Regions from separate parts of the Sus scrofa genome. Here region 1 is linked to region 2. A link is a contact called in public Hi-C data. All regions are on one chromosome and are shown on one strand. The core of a region is the stretch at or near the end of the contact, and the rest is flanking DNA. Distances in the headings are between cores, read along the strand shown.

Evidence for each region. A called contact is a pair of places that touch in the nucleus more often than the background predicts.
Region 1: a Hi-C map of liver shows a contact between it and region 2, with 9 times the contacts expected there. The contact joins the promoter of CHFR here to the promoter of ZNF10 in region 2. A contact is called at or near these places in 2 of 5 promoter capture datasets (fetal liver and liver), 8 of 47 Hi-C or Micro-C datasets (heart right ventricle, liver, mesenteric adipose tissue and 2 more) and 1 of 2 datasets of contacts at active chromatin or transcription factors (alveolar macrophages).

Annotation. Positions count from the first base shown.
Region 1 is chr14:22,650,379-22,656,781 of Sscrofa11.1, reverse strand. CHFR (E3 ubiquitin-protein ligase CHFR) reads right to left here and starts at 2,320. Exons shown (of 17, transcript XM_001928455.6): 1 at 2,215-2,320; 2 at 1,909-2,052. The coding sequence starts at 2,041.
Region 2 is chr14:22,501,154-22,507,687 of Sscrofa11.1, reverse strand. ZNF10 (zinc finger protein 10) reads left to right here and starts at 5,042. Exons shown (of 5, transcript XM_021072890.1): 1 at 5,042-5,248. It overlaps ZNF891 (zinc finger protein 891), which reads right to left and starts at 4,950. Exons shown (of 2, transcript XM_021072903.1): 1 at 4,780-4,950.

The DNA.
Region 1 (6,403 bases), core at 1,071-3,570, 150 kb before region 2:
GTTCTCAAACAAATCGACTGGCACTTTGAGCTTGGGCTTCCTAGACTCCAGAACTGAGAAAGAAATTTCTGTTGTTTAAGCTTCCTGATCTGTGGTATTTATGATGGCAGCCAGGGCAGACTAATACCTCAACCTTTATGTTTTGCTGGAAAGGTTGATACCAGCACATTTTTGTTCCTTGCATTAACATGTAAAATGCTACTATAGTGTTCTGTTATAATAACAATGGCTAACTTTAGGTGCTAACTCTTAGCCAAGATCCTTCTAAGCACTCTACTTACCATCTCTTTTAATCTTCACAATGAACCTACAAAGTAGGTACAAAGGTACAGAAAGGTAAATTGTTAGCCAAAGAAATTTACAGAGGTGGTGTCCCATGGAAACCCAAGAAGTATGTCTCCAGGGCTTCTGCTCTTCACCAAACTTCCTTTTACACCAAAGAAAGACAATTAATGCACCTCCAAAAGCTTCTAACGAAGATATATAAATGCTTTTACAGTTGTTAAAAAAAATTAACTTGATCTTGGTATTTAAGACTGCCTTCCAAAAAAACCCAAGCGATAAAGACACGCAAGTACATCACAATGGGTAATATGAAACAGTAATCTTTCTCATTCTCCCATTTAAAAGTATAAAGTCAGAATGATAAATTATTGACAAACTAAATATTTCTGTTGACCCGATCAGTGCCCCTCTCTCCCAGGAGAAAAGCTACAAGGAAACTTAGCAGATGGTCCCCTCTAGTCCAGAGGCAGTAAGCTTGGAGGGTGAGGGCACTTTCTCTCACTAGTTGTATGACTTTTCTTCAACTTCTTAGCTTCCTTTGTTCTTTAAATCAACAAGTATTTAAGCAGCTCTACTCTAAGAGCTGGGCGTGGCATATAGAGTTCTTGGCAAGGGGCAGATCCGAGTAGCAGTCAGATCTAAGCCAAAGCTGCAGCAACACCCGATCCTTAACCCACTGTGCCAGACAGGGGATCGAACCTGTGACCCAGTGAGCTCCTAAGACACCACAGAGCCCACTGCGCCAAGCAGGAACTCCAAGATCCTTTTTTTTCCTTCTTTTTTAGCCTCAAGTGTGGCAAATGAAAGTTCCCAGGCTAGGGGTCTAATAGGAGCTGTAGCTACAGGTCTACACCACACCCAGGGCAACACGGGATCCAAGCCCCGTCTGAGACCTATGCCACAGCTCATGGCAACCCCGGATCCCTAACCCACTGAGAGAGGCCAGGTATCCAACCTGCATCCTCTCGGATACCAGTTGGGTTCGGTACTGCTGAGCCACGACTGAAACTCCCAGATCTTTTTTTGAATGTAGCTGCCTACACCTATAAATTTCCCTTGAGCACTGCTTACCTGCAACCCCCAAGTTTTGGTATGTTATATTTTATTTATCTCAAAGTATTGTCTAATTTCCCTTTTGATTTCTTTGACCCAATGGCTGTTTAAGGGTGTTATTTAATTTTGCACATATCGGTGGGTTTTCCAGTGTTCCTTCTGCTATTGATTTCTTTTCCGTTAAGGTCTGAGAAGACGCGTTGGGTGGTAATGAACTTGAAAACACTGACTTCTACGTAATAAATTAATGTACCACTTCATATAGCTGTAACGAGGATTAAAGAATCTGTACGAAGCACTCAGAAGTGACTGGGCAGAGCAATAAGTGAATAAATGGTAGCTATTACAGGAGAGCCCACTACACTGGAAAAACTGGAAAGCTCAGAGCGCCCCGCCCAGGGGCCTCCCACAGCGCGGTGGGTCCCGTCCTGCCCAGCTCTCGTCCTCGGGCCCCAGATCTCCGCCCTGGCCCCTGCTCGGGTCCCCCAGCACTCGGCCTCCGTCCACCGCCCCCATCCCGGACTCGTCCTCAGTCCGTCCCATGTCTCCCATCCCACCTCCGCCCCGTACCTTTTCTCCGCCCGATGGTCCACTCCCGCTTTCTCAGGAGGACGTGCGGCTCGCCCTCCTCGGCGCCCAGGCGGAGGAGCCTCCCCCACGGCTGCTGCTGCGGCAGCTGCTCTCCTTCCCCGGGCCGCTCCATCGGATTCACATCTGACGAGCCCCGGAAACGTCGGGTGAGACTCTGGCCGCAAAGGCGGGGGCTGGGGCCGCCGCTTCTCCCGCAGCTGCCCGGGCCTCGGCGCCCCCGCCACGCTGCTGCGGGCCGCGCCGCCGGCCTCCCCCGCGTCCCGCCCGCGCCAGCAGCCCGCTTACCCCCCGCCCCGCGCGGAACCCGGAACCGGCCGCGCCGCCGCCGCTGCTGTCAACAGACATCGCTGATCCCTCAGCTGATCCGCGGGGCGGGGCCAGCGGCGTCCGCGCCCTACGATTGGCGGGCGGTGGCGACCACCGAGCCTGGCGGCTAGAGCGGAACAGGGGCGGTGGCCATCTAGAGTGGACGTGGGGAGGTGAGCCGAGCGTGCGCAGACCGGAGGATGGGGCCGGGACGACATCTTTGATGCTGGCCGAGACCTCTAGATCTCCGAGGATCTCGGAAGTAGCTGCCGTCGACGCCATGATAAGTCCGGGCAAAAGGGACTGAGTAACTTGGGTATTGGGCACCGAAGCAAATTCTCAAAGCCGCGTTGGAAGGGCAGATGGCTTATAGATATGTGACAAACGACGAGATAAGTGCAGGTAGAAACTTTCGGATGTCTCTTTCTCCGCGATCAGAATGTTGCTAGTGTCCTGGGAGGGCTCTGGAGAGTGCAAGCATCTCCGTTGCCAGTCGTAAGAGTATAAATTGGACCGCTTCTTGGAGGGCAGCGGTGCACACATAGTCTTTTCATTTCAAACGCACGTTTCCTTTGACTCAGCGATTCCGCCTTTTGGAATCTAGCAGAAATAAGGTGTGTGTTCCAAAAAAGGCTGCACTAGGATCATCAGTGCTGGACGCCTGAAAGTGAACGGTGGGCGAAGACTTGGTGCGGGTGGGCCAGGAGCCGAGTCATGGACTGTGCGGTCCATGACTGCGCGGTTGAGAGGAACCAGACGATATCGGACGGAGACCTCCGAAGTGGAAGAAGGCACCCAAAGGAGCGAGGGAGACATCTTTCACTGTATATTCCTTTGTGTAATTTAAACTGCATCATTTGGTGATTTTTGTTGTTGTTTGTTTTTGCTTTTTAGGGCTGCACCCGTGGCATATGGAATTTCCCAGGCTAGGGGTCGAATCGGAACTACAGCTGCTGGCCTATGCTACAGCCACAGCCACAGTAATGGGGGATCCAAGCCAACCTACACCACAGCTCATAGCAACTCCAGATCCTTAACCCAGTGAATGAGGCCAGGGATGGAATCTACATCCTCATGGATACTACTAGAAGGGTTTGTAACCTGCTGAGCCACACCAGGAACTCCATGTCAACTTTGTCATAAAGTGCATCTCTCCTTGAGTTCCCATTGTGGCTCAGCACATTCAGGATCCAACACCGTGGGAGGGTGTGGGTTTGATCCTTGGCCCCCCTCACTGGGTTAAGGATCTGGCTTTGCCACAAGCTGGGGTGAAGGTCGCAGACGTGGCTTGGATCTGGTGTTGTCATGACTGTGGCATAGGCCTGCAGCTGTGTTTCCAATTTGACCCCTAGCCTGGGAACTTCCACATGTCACAGGTGCAGCCATAAAAAGAAGAAGAAAGTACATCTCTCCTGGTCTCAGATTCAGGTCATAGGAAAGACCAGAATTTAAAATTTCTCAGAGTTATCTCATGGCTCAGCAGATGAAGGATCTGGTGTTGTCACTGCTGAGGCTTTGGTTACAGCTGTGGCGTGGGTTCCATCCCTGGCCCAGGAACTTCTGCATGCTGTGGGGCATGGCCAAAAGTAAATAAATAAATAAAATTTCTTCAAAGAAATTTAGTTTGGATAGAAAAGAAGCAAATCACAGTACCTTATTGGACTCGGTGTTGGAGACACTATGTGCCTGGCTAATCAGGCCTTTAGTTCAAATGGAAATGCTATACTCAAGAACATAGCCAAGGAGTTCCGCTCATGGCTCAGCAGTAACGAACCCAACTAGTATCCATGAGGATGCGGGTTCAATACCTGGCCTCACTCAGTGGGTTACAGATCTGGCATTGCCATGAGCTGTATTGTAGGTTGCAGATGCAGCTCAGATCTGGCGTGGCTGTGGCTGTGGCGTAGGCCAGCAAATGCAGTTCCAATTCTCCCCCTAGCCTAGGAACTTACATATGCCGCAAGTGCAGCCCTAAAAAAGCAAAAAAAAAAAAAAAAAAAAAAAAGAACATAGCCCAGCAGCTGTACAAGAAGAACTGGCAGCTTCTCCCTGGTTGAAGCTTTTCCTCTCTGCCCCTTCCCATCACTTCAGCATATTCACTGGTTCAGGTTCAAAGAATCCTTGATTCAAAGACATTCCCTGAAAATCTGGCTTAATTCACTCATGTTTTGGTTTTGGGGTCCATCAGGCTTCAGTGGCTCTCCAGCTATGCAGATATGAAAGCAGAAATACTCAGTGATCAGAACTGAAGGTCACTCTCATAGCTTTGGCTAATACCTTGATTTTCTTTTTTTTTTTTTTTTTTTTTTTTTTTGGCTGAGCCCAAAGCATGTGGAAGTTCTCCGTCCAGGGCTCAAACCTGTGTCTCATCAGTAGACCTGAGTGCTGCAGTGACAACACTGAATCCTTAACCTGCTGAGCCACAAGGGAACTCTTTACCTTGATTCTTTGGACTCTTAAATTGTTGCCAGAGTTCCCGTCGTGGCTCAGTGGTTAACCAATCCGACTTGGAACCATGAGGTTGCCGGTTCTATTCCTGGCCTCACTCAGTGGGTTAAGGATCCACCGTTGCTGTGAGCTGTGGTGTAGGTCGCAGACTTGACTCGGATCCCGAGTTGCTGTGGCTCTGGCGTAGGCCAGCGGCTACAGCTCCTATTGGACCCCTATCCTGGGAACCTCCATATGCCGTGGGAGCAGCCCAAGAAATGGCAAAAAGACAAAAAAAAAATTGTTGCCAATGGTCCAATTGTCTGGTCTGCGACTTTGAAGAGTACTGATCAACAGGGTGAAGGCCTAACTCTTTGGGGAGTTCATGTTGTGGCGCAGCAGAAATGAATTCAAATAGGAACCATGAGGTTGCAGATTTGATCTCAGTGGGTTAAGGATCTGGCATTGCCAAGAGCTGTGATGCAGATCGCAGATGCAGCTTGAATCTGATATTGCTGTGGCTGTGGTGTAGGCCAGCAGCTGTAGCTCTGATTTGACCCCTAGCCTGGGAACCTCTATGCTGTGGGTGTGGCCCTAAAAAGCAAAAAAAAGAAAAAAGAAAAAAAGAAAAGAAAGACCTAACTCTGTGGGGCTCTAGACTATAAAAACGATTTGTTAAAGTCCCTGTCATGGCTCAATGGAAATTAACCTGAAGAGTATCCATGAGGACGTAGGTTCAACCCCTGGCCTTGTTTAGTGGGTTAAGGATCCAGCTGTGAGCTGTGAGCTGTGGTGTAGGCTGGCAGCTGCAGCTCCAATTTGACCCCTAGCCTGCGAACTTCCGTATGTTTGGGTGCAGCCATAAAAAATAAAATGAAAATAAAAACAATTTGTGGCTGCCTATCAGACTATCTACAGCAGTCAAGTAGATGTCCATGGTTCTTTGAGAAAAGAAAATTATCAAGCCTTCCTTATCACTGATTACCACCTGTAATAGTCATCACACTGGAAATGGAGTGTCTCCATCATAGACTGGCAGAAGTAAAGGATTTTATTTATTTATTTTTTTGATGTAGAAGCTAGCAGGTAGCTTGTGAGGAGACAAACCTGATTCCTTGTTCCATTGAGGGAGACTTGTACTTCCTGCCAAAGTTGGCCTGTTGGTTTTATGTAGGCATATTACTTGGGGGCATTGACCTCCCTACTCCTGGAAAATTGTATCAGTCCTTTGATCCCCTTCCCAGCACTACCAGGCATGTTTCACCACTTTTGACATTTTCTTTTTTCAGGAGGTGTTATGTCATCTGATTATCTAATTTTGGACACATTGATTTGGCCCTTGAAATCTAACAAAATGAAACTCTTTTCACTTTTTTTTTTTTTTTTTTTTGCTTCCAGGGCATATGGAAGTTCCCAGGCTAGGGTCAAACGAGCTATAGCTGGCGGCCTATGCCACAGCCACAGCAACATGGCACCCAAGCTGCACCTACACTGCAGCTCACAGCAATGCTGGATCCTTAACCCATTGAGTGAGGCCAGGGAGGGAACCTGCATCCTCATGGATACTAGTCAGATTCCCTTCTGCTGAGCCATGACAGCAACCCCCTCTTTTCATGTTTTTGATTGTCTGGACCATTTGCCATCTAATGGTGGTTCATCTTTTGTTACAAAGTCTACAACAATGACTTACAGTTAAGGTATTCAAGGGACCAGCCAAACTCCTTTATTATTTCCTGTACTA
Region 2 (6,534 bases), core at 3,793-6,292:
AAGAAATGCTGGTATGACAAATGGTTTACGAGTACTTGCTGCTTGTCAGTTTTCATTAGAGATTAAGGTTTTTAGGGTTAAAACTGTAATATGTACTTAAACTTAATAAAAATATTAGGAGAAACATTCCAATGTGCAAGGAAAGTAGAATGTATGTTTTCAGTAAAAGAAGGTGTGAAGAACAGAAGTGAATTTGTTGGGAAAAGAACTGTGATTTTGTTCTAGAGCTAATTACTTCTGGATAAAAAATAAGGGACAATATACTATGGATACAGAAAGTTTTGAAATGTTTGTAGAAAGGGAACCCTGAGAAAGTAGTTTGGTACATGGTTAGGCTTGCATTAGATTAATTAGGTAAGTGGATTTTTTTTTTTTTTTTTTTTTAAAGCAGGCTGGTGCAAGACTGGATTTGGTTCCTCTCTCCGTTAAGAGAACAAATTTTCTTGGAATAGTGCTTTTGGTAACAAATTGTGGGGGTTCTTTGCCTTTAAGTGATCTGTATTTGCTTTTTGAATTCTTTTGTCACTTTGGTTAAGTGAAAAACTACTGTTTCATAATGTTCTATTGAGGTAGGAGGTAGATGGGCCCGTGGGCTGAGAACAGCTGGGACTTGTCAGGCTGAGTAAATTGGGCCTTGTTTCTCTTTGACATGTCAAGGAAAAACCTGCAGGAGTTGAGTCCCGCTTGAGTAGAAAGAAAAGACGACCACTTCAATCGCTCCTGGGGTCAAGGAGATGTTCCCAGTTACACCTGCAGAGTAAGACTCCTAGGGGGTCAAAAAAGGAGGGGACACCAGGCCATAGTAAGTCCTTATACTGTCCTGGCACCCTTTGCTCTGGCATCCATCTTTGCCAAAAGATGTGAATGTATATGGGGGGGGGAGTCGGGGGTCCTGTGTCTAGTCAGGTATGAGAAATAAAACAAGATAAATTGGCTAAAGGTAAACAAAGATCTGGAAGAACTGTGATATATAAGTGATTTAGGTCATCTCTCTGGAGCACTCCTTACTCAGGGGACGCCTGAACCCACTCTTCTTTAGGGTGTGTATTACTTCTTTGCTTCTGACTTAAATAAACTACTCCTCTCTGTGCTCTCCCACGTTGTACTGTGTGGCTAACAATAACATTTATACCTATTTTCACAGTCTTTGCCTCTTTGAAACTTTTTTGCTTTCAACAGGGGGCAAGAATCGGGGGAATTCTACTTTTAGCCTGTAGCTAGTCTAGCGGCTAGGATTCCTGGTTTTCAACCAGGCTGCCCAGGTTCAATTCCTGAGCAGAAAATTAAGATCTCATCTTAGCCATCACTCACTGTTGTCTCTCCGAGATTGCTACGATCCTAATTTGACCAAGTGTTTTGAAATCTTTGTGGTTCTTTTGGCTGTACCCACAACATGTGGAAATTTCTGGGCCAGGGGTCAAAAATGCACCATAGCAGCAAACCAAGCTACCGCACTGACAAGGCCAGATCCTTAAGCTGCTGCACCACAAGGGAATTCCCAAAAACTTTTTGAGATTTTTGACAAACTTCCCAAATAGCAAATCCTAACTGAAGTTCTTTTGACCTTCAGCTAACTCTGGATGCTTCAAAAAAAACTTCAGACATCTCAGAAAGGAATGTTAAAGTAATTGGGCTTATTTGGTATGTTAAATTACTTGAGAAGCATTGTTAAATGACTGGAAATAAACCTTAGGTTTGTACCATATGGGTAAATGTCATTAATACAGATATTCTAAAATTTGTATGGAATTCTTAAAAATGTGGCATGTCCTAGTTAATGTTATCAGTCATAATTCTAGTTATTATCTTTTTTTTTTTTTTTTGTCTTTTTAGGGCCACACTCATGGCATATGGAGGTTCCTACGTTGCAGGTTAAATCAGAGCTACAGCTGCTGGCCTATGCCACAGCTCACGGCAACGCCAGATCCTTAACCCACTGAGTGAGGCCATGGATGGAACCTGTGTCCTCATGGATGTTAGTCAGATTGTCTCCACTGAGCCATGATGAGAACCCCTAGTTATTATCTTAAGATGTTATATGTCAAGGGGTAGGAGGGAGGGAGTGGGCTAGATGGGGAGTTTGGGGTTGGTAGATGCAAACTATTACATTTAGAATGGATAAGCAATGAGGTCCTAACTGTACAGCACAGGGAACTATATCTAATTTCTTGGGATAGAACATAATGGGAAGCTAGTATGAGAACTAAAATGTATATATGTCTATGCCTGGGTTACTATGCTGTACAGCAGAAATTCATACAACACTGTAAATCAACTATACTCAAAGATAAAATATAAAAAAAGAAAAAAGTCATGCCATACAGATATCCAAGTTTTTTGTCAATTTCCTCATAATCAGATCTTTGGCCATGCCATTTAAATTTTTTTGTTGTTTATAGACAATTATTATTTTACACTGATGCTTTTATAAAATGAAGCTTTTCAAGAAAATTCACAAAAAGGACTTTCTGACAAATACAAGTTTCTGACAATTTTTTTGGGGGCTGCGCCTGTGGCATGTGGAAGTTCCTAGATCAGGGATCAAACCTGTGCCTCAACAGCAACTCGAGCCACAGCAGTGACAACACAGGATCCTTAACCTGCTGTGCCACCAAGAACTCCCTCTGATAACTTTTAGATCATACCACTGAACTGGGTAAGAAATTACAAAAGTCTAATGGAAAACCTGATGACTTCCTTCAGATCGACAGGAATTAATTACATCGGACTGAATGAACTGATAAATATGATTAATAATTTTATGAATTTTTTTGAAGTGAACTGGCTTTTAATCTTTGTTTCCCAGGAAAACCTTTCTTCCTAGGCTAAGACCTACAAGTTGGTAATATACACTTTTGTGAACAAAGATGAAACATTGATCTTTTTCTCTCTACCTTATCCTTCTAGAATTTGGCTTCTCTACCTGGCTCCCCTATGGACTTTATGGCCTATTGTGAGCAGACTACAACTAATTATACTAATTGTTATTTTAATGAGTTCTCTCTTGTATTCAAATTATATATGCCTCGTGCCTCTCTTTGCTACACTATAACTTTACTAATGCACCAGATATATTATTTATACCCTGTCTATTTTATAAGATTGTAGTCTTTTGCATTACCCAATGTGTTACCAAGACCTCCAACAAAATTAATGGTGCCTCAAGACAGTTAATCATATTTATAACTCTAATAGAATAATTTTAATAGTACAACTCTAGGGAGTTCCCGTTGTGGCACGGTGGTTAACGAATCCAACTAGGAACCATGAGGTTGCAGGTTCGGTCCCTGGCCTTGCTCAGTGGGTTAAGGATCTGGCGTTGCCGTGAGCTGTGGTGTAGATTGCAGACGCAGCTTGGATCCCGTGTTGCTGTGGCTCTGGCGTAGGCGGGAAGCTACAGCTCTGATTTGACCCCTAGCCTGGGAACTTCCATATGCTGCAGGAGCGGCCCTAGAAAAGGCAAAAAGAAAAAAAAAAAAAGTACAACTCTAAACATGGTTAGAAACAACAACGGAAAATATCTCAACAGAAAATATTACAACAGAAAAATTGTAATAAACTAATGGGAGTTCCTGTCATGGCGCAGTGGAAATGAATCTGACTAGAAACCATGAGGTAGTGGGTTTGATCCCTGGCCTCGCTCGGTAGGTTAAGGCTCTGGTGTTGCCATGATCTGTGGTATAGGTCACAGACACAGCTTGGATCTGGCATTGCTGTTGCTGTGGTGTAGGCCAGCAGCTGTAGCTCCAATTAGACCCCTTGCCTGGGAACCTCCATATGCTGTGGGTGCCGCCGCAAAAGGCAAAAAAAAAAAAAAAAAAGTAATAAACTAGTTAGACAAGCCGATCTACAGAATTTGAGATTACCAACAGGGCCTAATCAAAAAAAAAAAAAAAAAAAAAGAAAAAAAAGAAAAAAAAATTCAGCACATCTAATGGCCTATCAACAGAAATCTTTGCCTGATCTAGTTAGGAATGAGCTTTCCTAGTGCTGTGGGACAAAACCAGTCATGAAACGCTCCCAAACACTGACTGAATTAATGACCAAAAAGAGGTGCTCTGGACATAGAATGACAGTCTGTCATACTAACAAACAAAGGTCCTGCAGCCAGCATGCCATCAGCCACTGCAGCTGTCCACCCCCAAGGTGCACCCTGGGGGGATTCAGGATGGAGAAACACAGGACACTGGTCCTAGACAGTCAAGATGCAAATAAAAGGAATGATTTCAGTGAACCCAGACTCTTACATCTTACATAGAAAAGGGCTAAATATGTGAAATTTCAGATGTCAGCTTTTCCTTAATTAGTAGAAATCTTTTGATATTTTGACTACTGGGTCTTTGCTGCAAAAACCCCTATATATCCAGGCTCCTCCCTTACCTCTTCTGCCCCTGGGACCAATCTGAGATGCTGTACCCTGGGCTTACGTACTCATAAAGTTTGCGGAATAAAACACAATTCTCAACTTTTAGGTTATGCTTTTTTTTTTAGTTGACCAAGGTTAAGAAAGATTCAAGAAAAGTTCCTGGGCAAGGTAAAAAGTATCGCTGCTCCTCTTGCTCACAGAGTGAGGTCAAACCCCAGCTCCAGCCTCCTTCTTTCCGCGCTCCAGGCAAGGAAGCCAGCCTCCGCCAAGGCCACCCTCTCACCGCCCCCTTCAGGCAGGCGCCCCCCACCTTGGGGGACTCAAGCCCGACTACCGCGCGGGAGCCTAAGCTCTCCTCACCCCTCACCCTTCCACGTTTCCTCTACCTCCACGCGCCTAAGCTATGCGCTCACCTGTCCCCGGGGTACCTGTCTCTCGGGTCGGAACTACCGAGCCGCCGTGGGCAAGTAGGGAGAGCTCCCGGGGAAGGCGGAGGAACCAGGCCCGGATCGTGAGGAGGGGTACAGGCCGCGCACTCGCCGCTGGTGGGGAAAGAACCTGGACGACATCTCCCAGCAGCCCCTGCGCCGCCCGGAGAAGCGAGTCTGCGCCCTGCGTCAAGGCTTGCTCAGCTCGCGGGTCGTGATTGGCAGGGACGCGTGCGCGTGCGTGTGAGCGAGGGCCGGACGCGGCGTGGGACGCGGCGTGGGGAGGGCGTGGGCGCTAGGAGGCCGGGTGGGAGGGCGCAGCGGCCGCCGGTTCTGGACTGCGCGGGGCGTGGAGGCCTAGTCCGGAGCGCGCCGGCTGCGGCCCCTGCCATTGTGACGGCGTCGTCCCCGCCCCGGATCTCCCAGGTGCGGAGCCTCCGGGTGCTGATCGCAGGTACGCACGAAAGGGCCGGTTTCGTGCTCGCTTCTCCGAGACGTTGTACCCCTGTTTGTTAACCTCGTCGTTCTGGGCCGGCGGTCGTTTCACCGGCAAGTGGTTTTTTTTCTCTGACTTTCGCCCCCCCGGCCTGGGTGTACCCTGGTGCCCAGGAGTTCCCGCCGTCGCGTTAGTGGGACAGGACCCTAGTACTGGAATGTGCCGGGAGGTGGTGCGGAATTTGAACCGCTTGTTCTCAGCGATGCAGAATAACGTTCTCATATTCCGGTTTACCTTTTCTTTCCCAATTGGGACTAGATGTTTAAAAATTTGAGTATGCCCTTTCCAGCGGCTGCTGAACGTGATTATGCTCATTTTTGTTAGCGTAGGAACAGGGAATGTCTTATATTCCATCGTGGTCGTACTGGCTTTAAAAAGTACGTATATGTACTACCGGCTTTAACTGGCGGATGTTATAGAAGTTATATGCTGCAAACATTGAAGTAGGTCTACTTTAAATAAACTTGGTGGCCACAAGGGGCGGATCGTTTTCTATTTCTTCGTCTAGTCTAAAAATACTCATTTAAAAAAAATTTTCACTTAATGAAATTACTTTGACATTATTTTCCTCAAAATTTATCAGTTAGTGTTATCAATATTTCCAGTGTTTTAAGATTGAGTGGGTTTGTGTGTACTCTTTAAAAGAAACAAACTGCATCTCCAGCTCCTAGCTTCCTGATCTTCATTTGCTTGTTATTTATTTTTATATCAAGTAGATTAACTGGAGGTGTGTTTGTGTTTAACCCATTTTTGTTTTTCATAGACAGCTCATAATATGTTTTTATTTTCCCTTGACACTGGAGTAGTTAAACCAATCAACTTTGTACGTTAACATCTAGAATAAATGCCAGAAGAGAAGGTTGACATCAAAATTACATGGGTCCTATCGAAAGTATATGAAGAAGGTGAAGAATTTAAATTATACCTACACTGCACATACAGAATATATTGTTAAAGAAAAAAAAGGAAATAGAAGGGAAGATGGGTTATCATCCAATATGCTAGCTAAAAAGCCTCTTTCATGTTAGAGATGTTGGCAAGTTAACCACCTGGGAAATACACAACCCTTTCCTGCCCTTTTTTAAACCACCTCAACATTACACTAATTTTTCTCTATGACCTGACTAATCTCCTCTCGTTTCAATTAAAATTGTCCCTTGGAGTTCCCGTCATGGCTCAGTGGTAACAAACCCAACTAATATCCATGAGGATGTGGGTTTCATCTCTGGCCTCGATCAATGGGT